Regions from separate parts of the Mus musculus genome. Here region 2 is linked to region 1. The links are chromatin contacts, called in public promoter capture Hi-C maps. All regions are on one chromosome and are shown on one strand. Each heading gives the region's core, a stretch centred on a gene start, on an enhancer-like site or on the middle of the called end of the contact. The rest is flanking DNA. Distances are from core to core; before and after follow the strand shown. Region 1 holds the start of Traip (TRAF-interacting protein). Region 2 holds the start of Lamb2 (laminin, beta 2).

Region 1 (4,232 bases), core at 759-3,258:
CTGCAATCTGAGCTCTAGGAGGCAGAAGAAACAGAACCAGAAATTCAGTCAGCCTGAGCTCTACACAGCAAGGCCTGTTTGTTTGTCTGTTTTAAAAGGCTGGAGAGATGACAGCTTACTGGTTGAGAGTAGGTGTTGGTACTGCTCCTGCGGCTGTCCTGAGTTCAGTTCCCAGCACTCTTATCAGGTGACTCACGACTGTCTAGCTCCAGCCCCACGGGGATCAGATGACCCTGGCCTCTGAGGTTACCCATACTCATATGCACATAGCCACACAAAGACATACACATAGAACACATAATTTAAAATAAAAATAAGATTAAAAAAATCAGCTAGGTGTGGGTGTGGTGGCGCACACCTTTAATCCCAAAATTTGGGAGACAGTGGTGAGCAGATCTAGCTTGAGTTCGAGGCCAGCCTGGTCTACAGAGTGAGTTCCAGCACAGCCAGGGCTACACAGAGAAACACTTTCTTGAAAACAGCAAACAAAAAGACAAGAAAACCCCCACAAAATCCAACAGGTGGAACAAGATAGAAAATACTGAATATGACAAATTTCATCAGTAAGCTCACACTTAAGGCTTAAAAAGGTTCAGTTTAGTACCAAATTTTTAAAGCCAAATATGATTTCAAGAAACAGACCTAAAACATAATTACACAGGAAAGTCCAAGGTGAAAGCTTAGGGAGAGAGCAGGTGATACAAAGTAGCTTTAGTGGCGGGGTTACTTCTAACCTAACTACACAATGGCTCCTTAGGAATGGAGCTCAGGCCACACAACACTGTATTATGTGGTTTTGTTTGTTTGTCTTTTTGACACAAGGTCTGGGAAAATTCAGGCTGACTTTTGCCTTACTTATGTAGCTGAGACTAACCTTAAAACTCCCAATCATTCAGTCTCCACACTGTCCCTCCTCCCCAGCCTGTACTGGGATATGCAACACAACAGACTCTAAGGTCGGTTTTAAACAAAGCTTTGCAAATGGGAGACACCCAGAAGTGTTCACACCACTTCCTGCTTTGTGGGCCCTATTGCCCCTCAAAAACCTCCCAGTCTCCCAAAGGAGACCTCTCTTCTACCTTATTTTCTCTTTGGTTGGGAGCTTTGGATCAGCCTGCTCAGTTGCAAAGGGACTCTTTCGTCACCCACAAGACAACTGAACATCAGGACCCCTCGACGACAGGAACACACTTCCTTGCCATTCCAAGTTAAGCCAGGTGTACTGGAGTGTCTGATCAACGAGGTGTTTCTGGATAGAAACAATCCAAAGCATTCCAGCAAACGACAGACCCTTAAAGATTGCCAGAAACCTATCAGCATAAATTGGTCTGTTTCTTTTTTTGTTTTGTTTTGCGAGACAGGGTTTCTCTGTATAGCCCTGGCTGTCCTGGAATTCACTCTGTAGACCAGGCTGGCCTCGAACTCAGAAATCCGCCTGCCTCTGCCTCCCAAGTGCTGGGATTAAAGGCTTGCGCCACCACCGCCCGGCTGTTGGTCTGTCTCTTGACTCTCAAATAAAATACAATAGCTCGTTAGTGCAGTAAAAGCTCATCTTCGCTCAAACTAATAGTTTTGAAGTCATTTCTTAGCGCAATAAAGAAGCACTCTTTCACCGTGGGCTACCGGTATCACTTCCACCTGGCCCACTTCGGCCCAGGTTGGAAAGCTTCCGTGAGGCTCCTCTAATGTCGTCGTCACTTGTCTTAGTTCGGAGGAGGGATTGTCTCTAGGCCCGACACCCCCATAGCGTCTAAGTGGTTCTAGGACACGCACGGGGCCCTACACCGCCGTCACTCACCATTGCAGATGAAAAGTGTGGCCACAGTGGATGGCAGCCACGTCACGGGAGTGATCGAAGAAGTCGGAGCAGATAGTGCACAGAGCGCGGATAGGCATGATGGCTCGACTCAAGCAGCCCAGGGAACCAGCTGCCAGCGACAGACACAGTTTGGTGGCCGAACCGGCCACCGCTCCGGTTCCTTCAAATTTCGCTCCACCGCACGACTTCCGGTAGTGAACCGGAAGGAATAACAAACCCACGCCTGAGTGCTTCCCTCTGATTGGACAAACTTCGGGGCGGGGCGCTGGAGGGCTGTGATAAGCAGCCCGCCAGCCGTGCGGAATCCTGGGATTTAGCTCCTTCGGGTCTCCTGGGAGTGGGTCCCTGTTTCTACCGCAAAACCCTGCGATCCCCTGTGGCGTAAAACAGTGAAACTACAGTCTGACCCCTATCCCTGCTAAGCCGGGTATTGTCTCAAGCTAGAGCCGGTGCGAAGTGAACCAGACCCCTTCTTGCTGCACTTCAGGGCAGTCAAATAGACTGGAATGCCAAGAAAAGGGGATGATGGTACCATGGCTATGGAAAGTAATAGGCCATACGCTGGCAGCCCACAGTTCCCAAACAGAAAGAGGGCTCCCCACTTTCTAAACCTTCTACTATGGATCATCTTGGAAAGGTGGACACATTAAGTCCTAGCCCTTCGAACCACTACACTAGTCCTGGCTTTATTCAAATATGACCTAATAACCTTTGAGATTAGGTAGACACTGGAGCTAGTAATTTAGCCCTTTCCTCCCAGAATGCCTCATACCTGAGACTGTAGGATGGTGATTTTGGAGGTACAGATGCTTCAAAGACCAGGAAATAACAAACCCTCTTTATTATTCCCACATCAGATAATTTAAGGTCCTCCCTGAGAAAGGCCATCTTGAGTTGAAGCGAGGCTCCTTAGCGATTTTTACGGTATCGTTAGCAGTATTACTCCCTCAGAAGAAGCATACATAACTTTATAAAGTAGGTCTGCTCCAGCCGGGGAAGACAGAATGAAATCTTTTTGGTCTAAGTGGAAAGCACAGGTATTCACAGGAAGTAGGCATCAAGAAGCACAGAACTGTTGTGCAATCCCACCCTCTCCCCACTGTGCCCACGCGCAAGGTCACTTCCTATAGTGGTTGGCCCTGAGTAGATTCCACCTCTAAGTCCAAGTTAAGACAAAGGCTCTTTGTCAACAAGAATCGGAAAAGCGTCAGCCCTTCGGCGCTCAGCTCGGGATAGTTTTTAGCTGAAACACACCACTCTCGTGGGATTTTTAGCGTCCAGAGGAGTCCCATCAACATCATCCAGGTAGACACTGGAGAAGGTGACCTCCACTCTCACTCCAAGCAACACACTAAGCATCAACCGCTACCCAAAAACTGATCGTCCCACAGCCTCGTCCCTCCCGCACTGCCTTCCATAGGCTCCTCCCCAAGAGGACAGAGGAAGCAAAGGCAAGAGGGTGGCCAGAGGCTTTGCAGGGTGACGTTTATTTGCCAGGTTCAGTAGGCACACAGTTAGCCCACCAACCTTCACATACCAGAGCAGACCCACAGGCATGCAGGGAGAAGGGCAGGACCACCATGGAGTGCCGAGCAAGGGCAAGGACCAGCGTGGCTGCCTGTTCAGGCTGTGGTAGGGTCTGACCAAGGGCACCTGCTGAGAGCATCCCTCAGGGAGCTGGGGAACTGTAGTCTACTTCCTCATCCCAGCCAGAGCTACTTCACATGGCTGAGCAATACCTCAGCCTCTGATGGTAGACAAAGAGGAAAAGCCTCCCCATATCGCTGCACTAAGAGCAGAAAATCTGCTGCTGTGAAAAGCATGCTCCCAACGCAGCCTATGAGGTGCTGCCACGCCTCCCTGGGAGGAATAGGATTTACTGCCTGAGCCTGCATGAGGTGGCTATGGCAAAGGTCTCTTTCTTGGTAATGGCATCTAGGAAGACGATGGGGGGATGGGGGGACACCAGCCCTCCCTATCCAGCTCACAGGAAGGAGCCAGATAGGCTGGGGCACTGTACTCTGTTCTCCTAGGCGTCGCTGCTGTGTCCGACATGTTTCTCTCTTCCTTTAGAGTCTCCTAAGAATCGGGATACAGAGCAACCCGCTACAGGACTCAGGAGGCTATGAAATAACACAAGGATCTTCAAGAGGGAAGATCGCCACCCCCACCCAGGGAAAAAAGATGGAAGCTTCTACCCATTCTCTCTCCCACTTCTGAGGATCCCCACAGCTAACATGCAATGCCTGCTCCCTACCACGTGACCAGACTTGACTTAAAGCACACTGCCCTAGGTTTTCTGCATCCTCTCTTGCACACTCCTAGAGCAGCCCAAACACCACAGGTACACACCTTCCCGTGCAGGAGCCTAACACTGCTGACAGGGCCTCGCTGGAGGACCAGCTCTCAGGGC
Region 2 (4,232 bases), core at 649-3,148, 530 kb before region 1:
TGCCTCGTCCCCACCAGTGCCACCATTGGTTGCAGCTGCCAAGGTCACCTTGGGAGACCTCTTTTCTATTGCTCCCAGAGCTAAACTGGGCTTGGCATTTGCCCTAGGAAGCACCTAAAATAGTTACTGAGGCCCCAAATAGTCCCCATCCGGACACTGAGACTGTGCCAATCTCCATAGTAGAACACTCACTCTGAATCCGTGAGCTGTAGGGGTCTGGGATAGGAATAGCAGGGTCCAGCACACGATAGATGACCTAGCAGGGCAAGAAGTCCACAGATAATGAACCTCGCTTCACGTCCATCACAGACCCCACTAGCTGGGTCCCAGCCCTTACCTCGCCTTCCGTAGACGGCTCGATTTCTGAGTAGCGGGACTCACACACTACATCATCCCAGCGACGTGGCGGGGCCAGTGGGATTCCCGGGAAGTCAGCCCCGCAGTCATAGGAAAAATATCGGTACACGTGCCAGGTGCGGCCAAAGTCTGCAGAACGCTCCACCAGCATAGCAGCAGGCCGGAACGTCTGGATGGGGAAGGAGGACATGTCTGACTAGCAGGAACCAGGACTTCAGTCCAGCCTAGGTTACGGAGAGCTCTGCTTAGTCATGATCACTGCTGAGCATCTCAGACACATGGGAAAGACTAGGAAAGCCAGACCATGATCAGACCAGGGAGGACAGCCACCTCTGACAGGCAGGTTAAAATACCACGAGACCCAGAGAGACTGTATCTGACTTAGCCTAGGAATGGGGCACAAGAGAGCATGTGCAGAGGTGTTCAACTATGGAAGCCATGCAGGACGTGACCATGCTTCACACATAGAGCACAACACAGGAGCTCAGGGAAGCTTCGTTGTAGAGCTAGGACTCTGTTAGGGGGTACTGAGAAGCAAAGCAAAATCAGGCGGGTTCGCTGACGCGCAGGCACCTTGAACGTCATAATGAGGTGGGTGAAATGAAACTCAGCTTCCAGGTCCAGTTGGATGGTGACCATTGGAACCCCTGCAGCAGGAATAGGGGGTCAAGGTTCTGCGGTTACTGGTTACAAGCCCTAGTCATCCTGATGACCTACTCAGGGGCTCACCGTTCTCCGATTGCCACCAGGCTGTCCGGCGTTGTGGCGCAAAGCTGGTGACTACATTCTGGATCCGATGACTATTTGGGTTGTCTCGAGCAGAGAAGGGACGTCGGGAGTCACACAGGAAACACTTCTTTTCGTCCTGGATTGGGTGGAGTGTAGGATAGGTACCTTAGCTGGGGCCGACCCCACCCTGACCCAGCCCTCTCCTCTGGGGCCCCAGAAGCACCTGCAGGTGACTGACAATACAGTAGGGTTGAGGGCTATGCAAGCCACACGTGGATGAGGCCGTCAGTCTGTCCGCACGGCCCACCAACAGGTCACCGGTGGCTGGATAGCAGCTTCCTCGAGAACAGCCAGGTACATCCAAGGACGGGGCCTGGGCCAATGTGGCAGCCAGCACTGAGGACAGTGGGTCAATCAGCTCAGCAGGACTCCTGGTGACTAGCCCCATCCCTTGGGCCCCTGGGAACAGCCTGCCACCCCTGGACCTACCATCACATCCCACAACCTTAGGCCTCACCAGGCCCCCTCACCACTTAGAAGTAGGCCCAAGCGAAGTTCCCATGGCAAAGGCTGTCCCTGCCTGCCCCTCCCTGGTTCTCCTGAGGCCCACTCCATCCTGAAGAAAAGTAAAATAGAGATAAAGAGAGATAAAGAGTCCACAGACGAAAGCCCACCACCTCCCTTGGGGCTGATGCTGACCCGACCGTGTGGGTACTGGGCTGGTGTCCCTCCAGGCCCTCAATCTGTCCAGGGTCGGACCTAGCAGTCACTCCTCCACAATCTGAGAGACTCTGACGACTTTGAGTAAAGTTGGAAAGCAAGGGAAGGAAGTAAAACACGGAGTGGATCTAAAATAGGATTATAACTGAGGATAGCACCCCACCCCCTACCATACCCCTGCCCGCTGCAGACAACCCTCATCCTAAGAACCAGACTTTGGTTACTTCATCCACTTTCTTTTTAAGCTGAAGTTTATTTAGCAGATGTGTACTTAGCAAAGAAGCAGCTTAGTTCGAGGAACTAAAAGGGAGCATCCAAAAAGAAATTAGAGTAGGCTGCTCAAAGACAGAGCATCCTGGTCCACATATCTTCATCGGATCCCTTAAGTCCCGATGTGAACCAGGGGTTGCTGGCAAGCATGGCATTCAGGGGACAGGAAGAGGGCTCGTGGAGTTGGCGGGTGGCAGAGGTAAATCGAGAGGTTTGTGATCTTTGTGTATCAGGAAGGCAGATGGAAGGAGCTTATGGCCTTTGTCCTGGTGTCACTATGGAAACCACAAATCAGCCGCGGGGCTCCCAGGGTTACAGCATCAGTCGGGAGATGGATGGGAAAGGTGCAAGCTAGAATTCTATTGTACCTGTGGAAAGGTTTAGGACGCCCCAAAGGATAGACTAGGACTGAGCTCTCGGAGATACTGGAAAGGCCACGCACTACTGCCTGAAACAGAACTCCGAGGAACTCGACCGTCCATAAGCACTCCAGCAAATGGGTTGCGAGAAAGGTTGCCTGTTTCCTGATTAAAATGGGCTGTGGCTACTCAGTTACCCAGAGGATGGGTTCTGGGTGACAGACTCTGGACCACCAGCAACAAGTGAATCCGAATCTTGTGACTATTTATCCACGCCGGACTTTCCAGTCGCCTGGCAGCCCGGGAGCGGAGGGTTGGAATGCGCGCACCCACTAGGCGCGCGCCCCACCCAGACCCCTGGGACTTCAGGCGGGAAGAGGGTGGGTTCAGGTCCGTACGGCTTGCTTTGAGTGCCACCGCTATGAACAGACTGCTGGAGATCAAGCAAAGATTACTGGAAGCTGCAGGCGCCTGTGGGAAAGCTGAAAGTTCAGAGGAAACTTTCCGCCTCACAAAGGAGGATGGGGGCGGGGCAGTCAATCCGCTGATTTTCCCTGTCACTAGAGTAGACTCTCCTGTCACCTAGAGGAGTCCTGTGAGCAATCTAGGGAAGCTCTGGTATGCTAGAGGTGATAGGTCAGAATTTTAGATCACTCGATAAAGGGGCAGGATGGGGCTAAGGGCATTAGAGGGAGTTACATGATAGTTCTAGTCTCAAGGTTAGACGGCCAATGAGGGACATCATAGAGTCATATTTATTTATTTATTTATTTAGAGACAGGGTTATTTATTTATTTATTTATTTATTTATTTCGAGACAGGGTTTCTTTGTATAGCCCTGGCTGTCCTGGAACTCACTTTGTAGACCAGGCTGGCCTTGAACTCAGAAATCTGCCTGCCTCTGCCTCCCCAGTGTTGGGATTAAAGGCGTGCGCCACCATGCCCAGCTGTCCGTTTTGTTTTTTATTTCTGAGACAGAATCTCCTGTTTCTAGGGCTAACCTTGAACTCACCCCTCCTGGTTCTTCTTTAGTAAGAGATGTGTGTGCCCCGACATGTGCATGATATTCAGGGGATGAAGGCTTGGGATTCATGGATGCCAGGCACACTGTAGCACTTGAGCTGCGTGCCCAGGCAACTGTGAAACACTCGCCAGCTTACTAGCGTTCCCCTGGAAAGTCTGTTCAGCCCTGTGAGTACGCCTCAATAGCATCAAGACCACCCACCTCTGCCTTCCACTCTGAACAGACATACATACACAAGTCAACATGTAGCCACAAAGACACACTGGATGATCCGAATGGCTATTTGCAGGGCAGCCATATCCCAGAGCCTTAGTGCATAAAACAATGTTTTCCAGACCTGGATGTCTGTGAAGCTTGCTGTGGCCTGGATATCCTGGAGTTGGTGAGGCAGGGTCAGATGTGGACTCTGTCTTCCTGCATCCCCAAGTCTAAGCTATAGTTTCCTGGGGCTCCCTGTATGGCTCAGTAACATTGTGCCCATTCCTGATAAATGCTCCAAATTTATGACTGCTATGTCCAGGTTATAGGATATAATCTGTGGGAGGCATTTAGAGAACCCTATGCAATAGACAGGGTTCAAGGGAAAGGACGGATTCCCACAGAGCACAGAAGCACAGGCTGAAAAGTTACTACAAACAAGATGGGAGATAGACTGAAGAATGTGTGTCTCAGCTCCTGCTAACCCTCACTCAGCCTGCCCCTTGGAGAGAGTCCTCACAAGGTAACATCTCTCACAGTATCCCACATTTCCATCCACTACTCCGGTTCTGTCA

The links. Promoter capture Hi-C pulls out the DNA fragments that hold promoters and counts their contacts.
Region 2: a contact with region 1 is called in a promoter capture Hi-C map of liver. The contact joins the promoter of Lamb2 here to the promoter of Traip in region 1. A contact is called at or near these places in 3 of 39 promoter capture datasets (the SN4741 cell line, cranial neural crest and liver), 2 of 115 datasets of contacts at active chromatin or transcription factors (bone marrow-derived macrophages and double positive thymocytes) and 1 of 9 other capture datasets (pancreatic islet).

The regions. Positions count from the first base shown.
Region 1 is chr9:107,948,739-107,952,970 of GRCm38.p6, reverse strand. Traip (TRAF-interacting protein) reads right to left here and starts at 2,008. Exons shown (of 15, transcript NM_011634.3): 1 at 1,799-2,008. The coding sequence starts at 1,896. Camkv (CaM kinase-like vesicle-associated) reads right to left here. Exons shown (of 11, transcript NM_145621.2): 11 at 3,280-4,232.
Region 2 is chr9:108,477,528-108,481,759 of GRCm38.p6, reverse strand. It overlaps Lamb2 (laminin, beta 2), which reads right to left and starts at 1,898. Exons shown (of 33, transcript NM_008483.3): 1 at 1,786-1,898; 2 at 1,617-1,702; 3 at 1,310-1,482; 4 at 1,087-1,222; 5 at 931-1,004; 6 at 338-526; 7 at 193-256. The coding sequence starts at 1,701.